Regions from separate parts of the Mus musculus genome. Here region 1 is linked to region 2. A link is a contact called in public targeted proximity ligation data. All regions are on one chromosome and are shown on one strand. The core of a region is the stretch at or near the end of the contact, and the rest is flanking DNA. Distances in the headings are between cores, read along the strand shown. Region 1 overlaps Glis3 (GLIS family zinc finger 3). Region 2 overlaps Glis3 (GLIS family zinc finger 3).

Region 1 (4,381 bases), core at 11-2,510, 270 kb before region 2:
GTATATTGTCTCTCTGATCTATCATAGCAGTGTGTACAAGTACTTAGTCATGGCACAGGCAGGCAAAAGAACTGAATCACCTCTAAGATTATGTTCTCGTTTGCCAGGCTAGCCTTCCTGGTTGGTGAGTTTTCCCACTTGGGAAAGCGGCAGCAGTGGCTCTAAGGGAGAGTTAAGTAGCAAACTGGCTTGGATGAGGTCTTTCTGTCATCTGAAAGGTTTGGCCACTGTCCGGCTCTGTATCGGGAGGTGTGGTCAACAAGTAGTTGATGGACTGTTTCGCATCACAGATTCTCTAGGAGGCCTGGGAAATTCTGCCTGAGCTATGTGGAGGTTTTACGCAGATAAACTTTGCTTTCGATGGGCTCACTTGGTCTGGGGACAAAAACTCTGCTGCTGTGGAAAGGGGGTCGGGGGACAAAAATAAAAGAGCGGTCCTTTTCCACAGTTACTGCCAGCTCTTGGTTTCTCCAGAGAGGATTCCTGGTAGAGACAGTTATAAAGAATAAATCATGCTTGTAAATGAACTCTGTGTTCTTGCTCGCGTATTTCCCATAATTCTAAAGAAATATAATACAGGTAAGTGTTTTGTGTTCTCACTGTGATTTATATTTACAAGAAGTGAAAAAAGAATGAGATTAAAAACTGGAGGAAAAGCTTTTACTTATCAGTGGCTTAGGCTTTTATATCTCCCAAATTCTCAAATTCTAGTCTCTATAAAATCATCTAGTTTCTTGCCCCTAGCTATGGTTGGTATTTCCAGTCTTTTTTTTTTTTTTAACCCAGAGACCTTTGAATTATTTTTATTCATAAGTGAAAAATGTATTACAGCTTTATTTCCTTTTATTAATAGTTCCTTCTTGCCCTCAACAACTCTCTGACTTTTTGGCATGCGGAGAGCAATGAGCTCATGCTTAATCATGTATAAACAACCGTCTAATTATATGGTTTTGAATTTTCATCTGACCAACTAAACAGAAATGACACAGAGACAAGAAACCTGACAGCCCCCCCCCCCCCCGTCTTGGATACCTGGCCTCTCTCTGCCTCCCTCTCTTTCTCCATGTGTGTAGGAGCATGCATGTTTCAACTTATCAAAAAAAAAAAATCAGCTCACATTTGCCAAGTTTCTGAGGTAAAATTGTTCTTTTCAAGGCTACGTGTCAAAAAACAAGTCTGTCAGGCTGAATTATACGTCTTCTTTTCCTACTTCTTTCAAACTCCATTCTTCTCTCCTCTGGATGGAGGTGTTACTAACATTCCTCTGACTGCTGGTGTCAGGTGACAGAACACCACTCAGGCCAGATTTCCCAATCTTCCCTGTGCCTTTACTTCCCAGGCCCTACAGAAATCATCCCAGTTCTCCCTCCCTCCCTCCCTTCCTCCTTCCCTTAAATCCTCTTGACACAATTGGTTTTTTGTTGTTGTTTGTTTGTTTGTTTAATAAAATAAGATGGTGGGAAAATTTTATGAAACAGAAGTGATCTCTCTGTTTAAATGGAAAGGGGAAGTCGTTGGCCATTTCTTTTGCTTTCTCATCACTAGATACTAGAATTCTGAACACAGAGCAAAACCTCTTGGATATTTTAACAATTCCAGCATAGATTGTTCGGTGTGCTTGATAGCAGAAGGAAGGAAATGATGGGCTCTCAATGAAAGAAAGGTCCCAGAGGACCTTCCGATATGTGGAATGTGGAGTAGTGAGACTCAAGAAGGGATTGGGGTGGGACAAGGAAATACAAAACACTAGAAAGTTTCATTTCTTGCAAGCTGATTAAATTTAGATCCACCATTTGCTGTTGGCAGTATGGTGATACAGTGTATACTTGGCATTTATCACGAGGCTAGATTAAATTTGTAGCACACAGACATAGGTAACCATGTGATACGAGGGATGTGTAAACTACTTCATAATGATTATTTCACTAAACACACACACCCCTGTATTTGACTACTACAGGCTGCACTTTATGTACCATAAAACTTAGATATTCTAATGCTCATCTTTGTGTATGTGTGTACTTTGAAGATAGGATTTTACTGCGTAACCTAGGCTGCCCGGGAATTAGCTAGGCTCAAACTAGTGGTGCTCGGGTCCTTTTCAGCCACTGGAATTGCAAGGATATGTCACCGCACCCAGCAGATTCCACCTTCTGTACTTCAAACTGTCAGTTATACTTTATTGAAGGTAGATATCAAGGAAGAAGTGCTTTCCTTTTTTTTAGTTTTGTTCTTAGTATTTTCCAAGAGGAGTATTTCCAAAGCAAGTTTGGCTGCTGTCATACCAGTGAAGAAGTGAGGGGAGATCCTTGTGAAAGTTGGCCAAAGCAACAGATTTCCTCATTAGCCCTTTAGCCTTAAAACATAATTGGATTTCTTAGATTTTTTTCTGAAACACACATATCTGTAAATGGTAAAATTTCATACACGTAGGTGATTTAGTTTGGAAGCACAGAGACCCCAGCTTGAGAACTTACAGTTCGCAAGGTCCTGCAGAGGTTAATGTGGACGGTTGAAGGACCGTTGAGTAGTTAAATGCTGCCTGGTAGTACCCTCCCATCGTCCTGCCCACCAGTGGGAGCTATTCTAACTCAGCCACCATAAGGTAATAATTGATTACAAAGTGTGAATTTCTTTCAGTATCCTCCATCCTTTCCTGTTACAAGAAAAATCAAAGTGAGGTGTTTCCCTGTAGCTATTTTTGTCTTATTATGGAACATTTAAGAAGGAAATGTCCTGCTTATCAACTGCCTCACCTGCCGCAGGGAGACAAAGAGGTACTGCATGTATCAAATTCAGAACTCTATGTACACGATCTTCTGAGAGATGGAAGCATCTTATTTTCTTGTTATTTACTGAAGGACATAAAGTCTTAAATGTCTTCAACTGCATTATTTGTTCTTTTCTGAGAAGTCATACATTATTAATGACGTAAGAAGGCCACTTAGCATCCCCTTCTTACTCACCTTGGTTTCCAGCTTTGGTATTCAAATTCAGATAACTAACTAACACTCCTTTTTAAATAAGTATTCTCCCCCCATAATCTAATGGCATAAAAATGTATTAGCTCGGCTGTATCCACAACATTGCTTTTATATGCTGTGTGTGTGTGTGTGTGTGTGTGTGTGTGTACCCTCATGAATGTTGGGCAGTACTTGCATGCACTGCCCATGGAGGCCAGAAGACAGCACTGGATATCCTGGACTGGAGTATACAGTTACACACAATCGTGAGCTGCCTTGTGGGTGCTGGGAATTGAAACAGGGTCTGCTGGGAGAGGAACTAGTGCTTTTAACTGCTGAGTCATCTCTCTAGCTGGTGAGCTTTTATTGGGGGAGGGGTATGTGTTCACGAGGCTGTGTGCACATGTGCCTATGAAGGTCAGAGCTCAATATCCATCCTTAATAGCTTTCTGCCTTATATTTTTGAGTCTTACATTGAGCCTGGAATTCACGGATTTGACTAGACTAGTTTGACTAGCAAACCCCAGGAATCCTCCTGCCTCCTGAGCTCCAGCAATGAAGTTACAGTATGTACCACTCTGCAGGCTTTTGTGTGACTGCTGGGCATCAACTCTGTTCTTAATGCTTGCAAAGCAAGTTGCTTTACCAGTGAAGCTGTCTCTCCAGACCCTGCTTTTGTGTTTGCCTAGAAGGAATTTCTGATGGCACAGCGCTCTTCCCTCCTATTCCAGCCATTATTGGTTGGAAGTTACCGGCTAACTGAGCATGCGCAGGGTAATTCAGTCACAGTCACCATACTAACTCACCTTGACTTAGGTTCCTTCCTTTCTTTCCTAAGTTCACAAACAGCATTAGATAAAAGAAGAAGTCTTACAGTGTATAGGCTCCAGCCAGGTTGCCTGTGAGTTGGGGTTTGTGATATTTGACCCTTGTTTGTTGTTTTTAGTTTGGTTAACATTATATCATTTCATACAGCGCTATTTTTTTTTAACCAAAAGGTAGTTATTTCAGGCTTTATATTGTTCTTATTTTAAACGAATTTGTAGTTTAAGTGACTTACTATTTTAAATAATTCACACACACACACACACACACACACACACACACACAATGGGAAATGGTTCTTTAAATAAATGCATACCTGCTCCCATTTCTAAGATTGGTGAGATATTTAGTCTCAGTCATTGTTGGTGAGGTAACTTGATGTTTTTTTTGAAGCTTAAATGATATTCCAGGATCCTTGAACAGAGCAGAAAACTCATAGCTTCTCTGTCAGATTTCTCCTGAGTTGTGGATGGACCCAGCCCTTGTTTTCTCTTTGACACAGAATGCTTTGCAGGTTCTTAGAGTCCCAGAGTCCAAGGAATGGCTTTTGCATCTTGGCAGGCAACCACTCCTTCATCCCTATTGCCTTCCTC
Region 2 (4,303 bases), core at 1,114-3,613:
AAATACTACATGGTGGTTTTGGGCGGAAGTAAAACTGATCCTGAAAATTCATGAATGAAAATAGCAAAATGTTTTTTAACTGATTCATGTAAATTTGTATAAATTGAATCTGTGCTTAAAAATCACTGCTATTTATAAAGAGACTTCTTGTGCTGGGATTTTAAGCTATTGATTCTTACTTGTTTCCATATTCCTGGCAGTTATCTGACAAATATGATCACTTCTCATCCAGAGCACTTTCTCTGTAGATGCAAAAGTTAAAACTTCTGTAGGGATTCCTTTTAAATCAAAGACTACTTTGTGAAGGTTTATTTCACTGAGAAGAATTTGTATTTAAATTTTTATGGGAGATGAGATCTTTGTCTTCAAATGCGTCACCTCCATGCTGTGTAATCTCATTCATGTGAAGACCCAGAGGCCACCTCTGACTTTTAGCAATGAGCACGTGTAAGTTAAGTGGAAGGTATAATATTTTACTGTTCTGGGTGGTGAGATAATACTAAAACCTTAGTATATGCCTCCCATATTTTCCCCTCTGTTATCAATGTATTGAATAATCCATAATAGCCAAGAAAATGAATAGGTAAGAATAATTTGGAATGAGCACATACAGAATCTATATCTTGAGTAATATAATTTATGCTATAGATGACAAAATATTTTAGTAAGTTATACTCTTGGATCTGTGTAGTCTCCATTTCCTAGTTAGTGATCTAATTAGTGTTGACCACACCGGTGCAAGTGATAAAAGCAGTAGAGCTTCACTCTGACGAAAGAACCTTGGACTCTCTTTGTATTCTTCATCTGTCACCATTTCCACTCCTTAACTAATCCGTCTCGTGTGAGTCAGGTGTATCATGTGGTTTGGGGTATGTTATGTCCTCAGATTGTACTGGGGTCCCTAGATAGTCCCAACTTGTCTGCCCTGCCCTGCCCCCATCATTTTGTTGAAGATAGTAGAAGTACCAGAAGGAAAGACCAGAGGACCTACTAGCTCGTTGTGTCTTCTTGAAGTGAAACAAGAGAGCCAGAGGGTCTTAATTACTTTGTCTCCCAAAATATCAGTGTGATTGTGGGATAATGATGTAGGTCACCTTGCTGTTCAAATCCCTTCTCCCTCCAACCTGGAGGACCATAAGGACAGAGCCTTCTAGGGTTGGGTGCCAGTGTGGACTCCCATCTCTCCCAACTCGATGACTTCACAATTTCTCATTCCTCTCCCACAAGCTCAGAGCTACTGTGGAGACACAATAAGGACATGTCCCCCAGAAAATCGCCTCCATATGGGGAATCCTGGCTCATGTGTTTTACTAGATGTTCTCAGGGAAGTGCCAGGATTTGTTTGCTGTGCTTTCTCTGTGGGCCACTCAGCATCGCCTTTCAGGATAATCCCAGTTCAGAGGATGTGCTTAGAAAAGTGCGTATTTAACCAGCACAGGACACGCAGCTGCTGCCCTCCGAAGTTCCATAGAATAAAAATCTAAGTGGCCAGTCGATAGCATCCAATCACATCAGGTTTGCTGAGATACTCTGACCTGTTGGCTTTGAGTCCCCATCTTCCTCTTAGTTCCCGTGCAGCTCCTTATACTTCACAAGTGAAATGCAAAGTGAACATGGCATTTTCTCCCATCCTCTCGTACTCCCTTAACATAAATGTTGAAGCTCTTCTTTATAAGATACATTGCTTCAGGGCCTTTAGAATTAACTTTGTAAATGTGTCCAATGCACCTTCCCCTTTTCTCAGCTGTGTCCTTACACGAGAGACCAGCCTTGTGGAGTCAGTTGTCCCTATAAAATAAGTTATGCCACCGTTGATAACCTAGTACAAAATGAAGCTTTCCTTCTGCACGGGATAAACAGGAACTAACTAAATGTGTTCATGTTGATGAACTTCAGAGAGGTTGCATACTTCATTGCTAGTATGCTTTTATGCAGAATTACTTTGCTGTTTATTCTCAAGGTATTGAAAGACCCTCCCTTCTTTCTCTACCGTGGGTATCACTGTCCCACGCTGAACCAACAAATTAAACATCCTGTTTGTTTCTGTATGGACATCCCCACCTGCAAGGCTGTTTGTTCTCTCAAGTCTACTGTCCTTCACCAGTGTTAGACAGTAAATGCCATTCTAAATCTCATGACTCAGAACCTGCTAGTCTTCCCTCACAACAAGAAAATGAATATACAGTTGCCCAGGGTTCCTTGGTGATTTCTCTTTGTTTAAATACCAGTATATCTCCTTTCAAAAACCAGTACTCTGAGGTTGCGGCTGGGGATAGCACTCAATAGTGGAGTGCTTGCCTAGTGTATGCAAGGCGTTGTGTTCAACAAAAAAAACCAAAGACCCAACAATCTTGGGATTGTTACACATTACTACAAAAATGCCACAGTGCATTCCCTCTACGCCATCAGGAATGCTCTTTGCCCAGCACAGAACCCAAGCCGACCTCTCAGGTTCTGTGTTTCAAGGCACATTTGACCTTTGGGGTTTGAGTTATTTTACTCTTGGCAAGACAGAATGTATTGTTTAAGGAGACTCTGGTTAGAGGGGGGTCATAATAAAGGACCCGTAACACTTCTTGGACCTCAGATGTGCCTTACAAAACAAAATGTTTATGAGCTAAGTGTAAATGAGTCAGAAACATATGAATCGAATTTCCCCTAAAATGTGAACGGGTTTTAAAATTAGCAGGAAAAGGGCCTGGCAAAAGATGTGCTTTGAATTTCATAAAACCCAGAGGATTTGAAATGCAGTTTAAGAAGCTTGACAAACCCAAACTGTGACTAAGGTTTGCTTTGTTGGTGTCTTTCCCCTCCTCACCCCACCCCCCATGTGTCAGAGAAGCACTCAGTGGTTGGACAGGAGAGGGGAGGGTTATGAAGGGTTTTGAAAGAGCATAGTGTCATAGTTGTATAGGGCCAGAACGGGGACTTAGAAGGCTTTGAAGAGTTGGTCATGCTGCCTGTTGTCATCGTTTTCCCAGGTTTGCACCTCCGACTCCATCTCCTCACCACATCAGCCCGGGAAGAGTTCCAGCTCCTCCGTCACTGCTCCAGAGAGCACAGGCTCCCCACTCCCAGCAGCCACCAGGCTCACTCCTGAAGCCCTACCAGCCAGAAACCAACTCTTCTTTTCAGCCAAATGGTATCCATGTCCACGGTAAGCAGGAGCTGGTGGTCCTTGGAGTTTAGAAAGGCAGTGTTTTGCTGTTGCCTTTAGCCAGGTGGCCTAAGGACCAGATGTGGGTCTCAGATGTTCTGTTTTAAATCAAACTTATGATGTAGACAGCATGAAATGCTTTAGTATTTTCCTCAGATGACCTGACCTATAGTTGCCAGCCCAAGGAAATCATTGGTGTTCCCAGTGTTGTGACACTTCAAGAGAAGTCTCTAGCAATAGCACCCTGCTCCTGAGTGATCAGGAGACTGTGCAGAAGGAAGCCCCGGGAACATCACTGTCCATGTTGGCTGGCTCCTTCCCATGAGCCAAGCCAAAGCCTTCCCTGGTTCCCCTGTGTGACACCTCCCTGGTCTCCCCCAAACTTCATGTGTCCCATCTATATATCCCATCTTGGTTTTATTTCTTTGCTAGAACTTTCTTTCATTCTCTCCATCTTGTAGCTCATTTGAGTAAAACATATCATCTTTACTAGTACAGTCTTGCTTCTGAGGCCAGAGTTGTCTGACCCGTCATCATATCTTTTAGGGAACTCGACACATTTCTTCATGTCTCAGAATGACTATGCATATTCATACAGAAAGGAAAGAACATGAGGAAAAGAGCGACCACAGTGGCTTACGTTCTGGGCCAGGCTTGTGTTCAGCAAGGACCATACTTGAGGACTGAGTCTGCCTCTGTCTCTTTTCACTAATCAAACTCCTTTTGCCAGTTCAAGCAGAAATCCTAGTGAACTTCCACAGAAAACTGCAATGCCAAGCCATAAAGACTCCAATCGCCCAATGTTTTTGTCTCCTGTTGTCAGAATTCTATGTTAGCAGAAACGATGCTGTACGTTGACTCCAGATGATTCCAGAAGTGTGTCATCTCCCTCCCCTCACTGGCACCTTATAGGTTATCACTTGGAATTAATGGATGGTGTCCCAAGACAGTGTTCATTCTGAGTGTGAAAACAGTCTCTAGATAGTATTCTCCAACAGTATTGTATTAAACTTGATCAAGAGGTTCAAAGCAGCAGGAAGGGGGCAAGAAAATGATAGTGCTCATCTGTAGCAAGGAAAGACATTGAAAAGTCAGGGTTGAGCCGGGTGTGGTGGCCCATGCCTTTAATCCCAGCACTCGGGAGAC

The links.
Region 1: a contact with region 2 is called in a targeted proximity ligation map of the NIH/3T3 cell line, with 5 read pairs. A contact is called at or near these places in 3 of 484 Hi-C or Micro-C datasets (adipose-derived mesenchymal stem cells, forebrain and ventricular fibroblasts) and 2 of 130 datasets of targeted methods (the NIH/3T3 cell line and pancreatic cancer cells).

Annotation. Positions count from the first base shown.
Region 1 is chr19:28,554,665-28,559,045 of GRCm38.p6, reverse strand. All of the region lies in intron 2 of Glis3 (GLIS family zinc finger 3), which reads left to right. Among named protein-coding and RNA genes, the nearest start is that of D930032P07Rik, 120 kb to the left of the region's middle.
Region 2 is chr19:28,282,506-28,286,808 of GRCm38.p6, reverse strand. It overlaps Glis3 (GLIS family zinc finger 3), which reads left to right. Exons shown (of 11, transcript NM_175459.6): 9 at 2,982-3,157. Among named protein-coding and RNA genes, the nearest start is that of Gm35866, 80 kb to the left of the region's middle.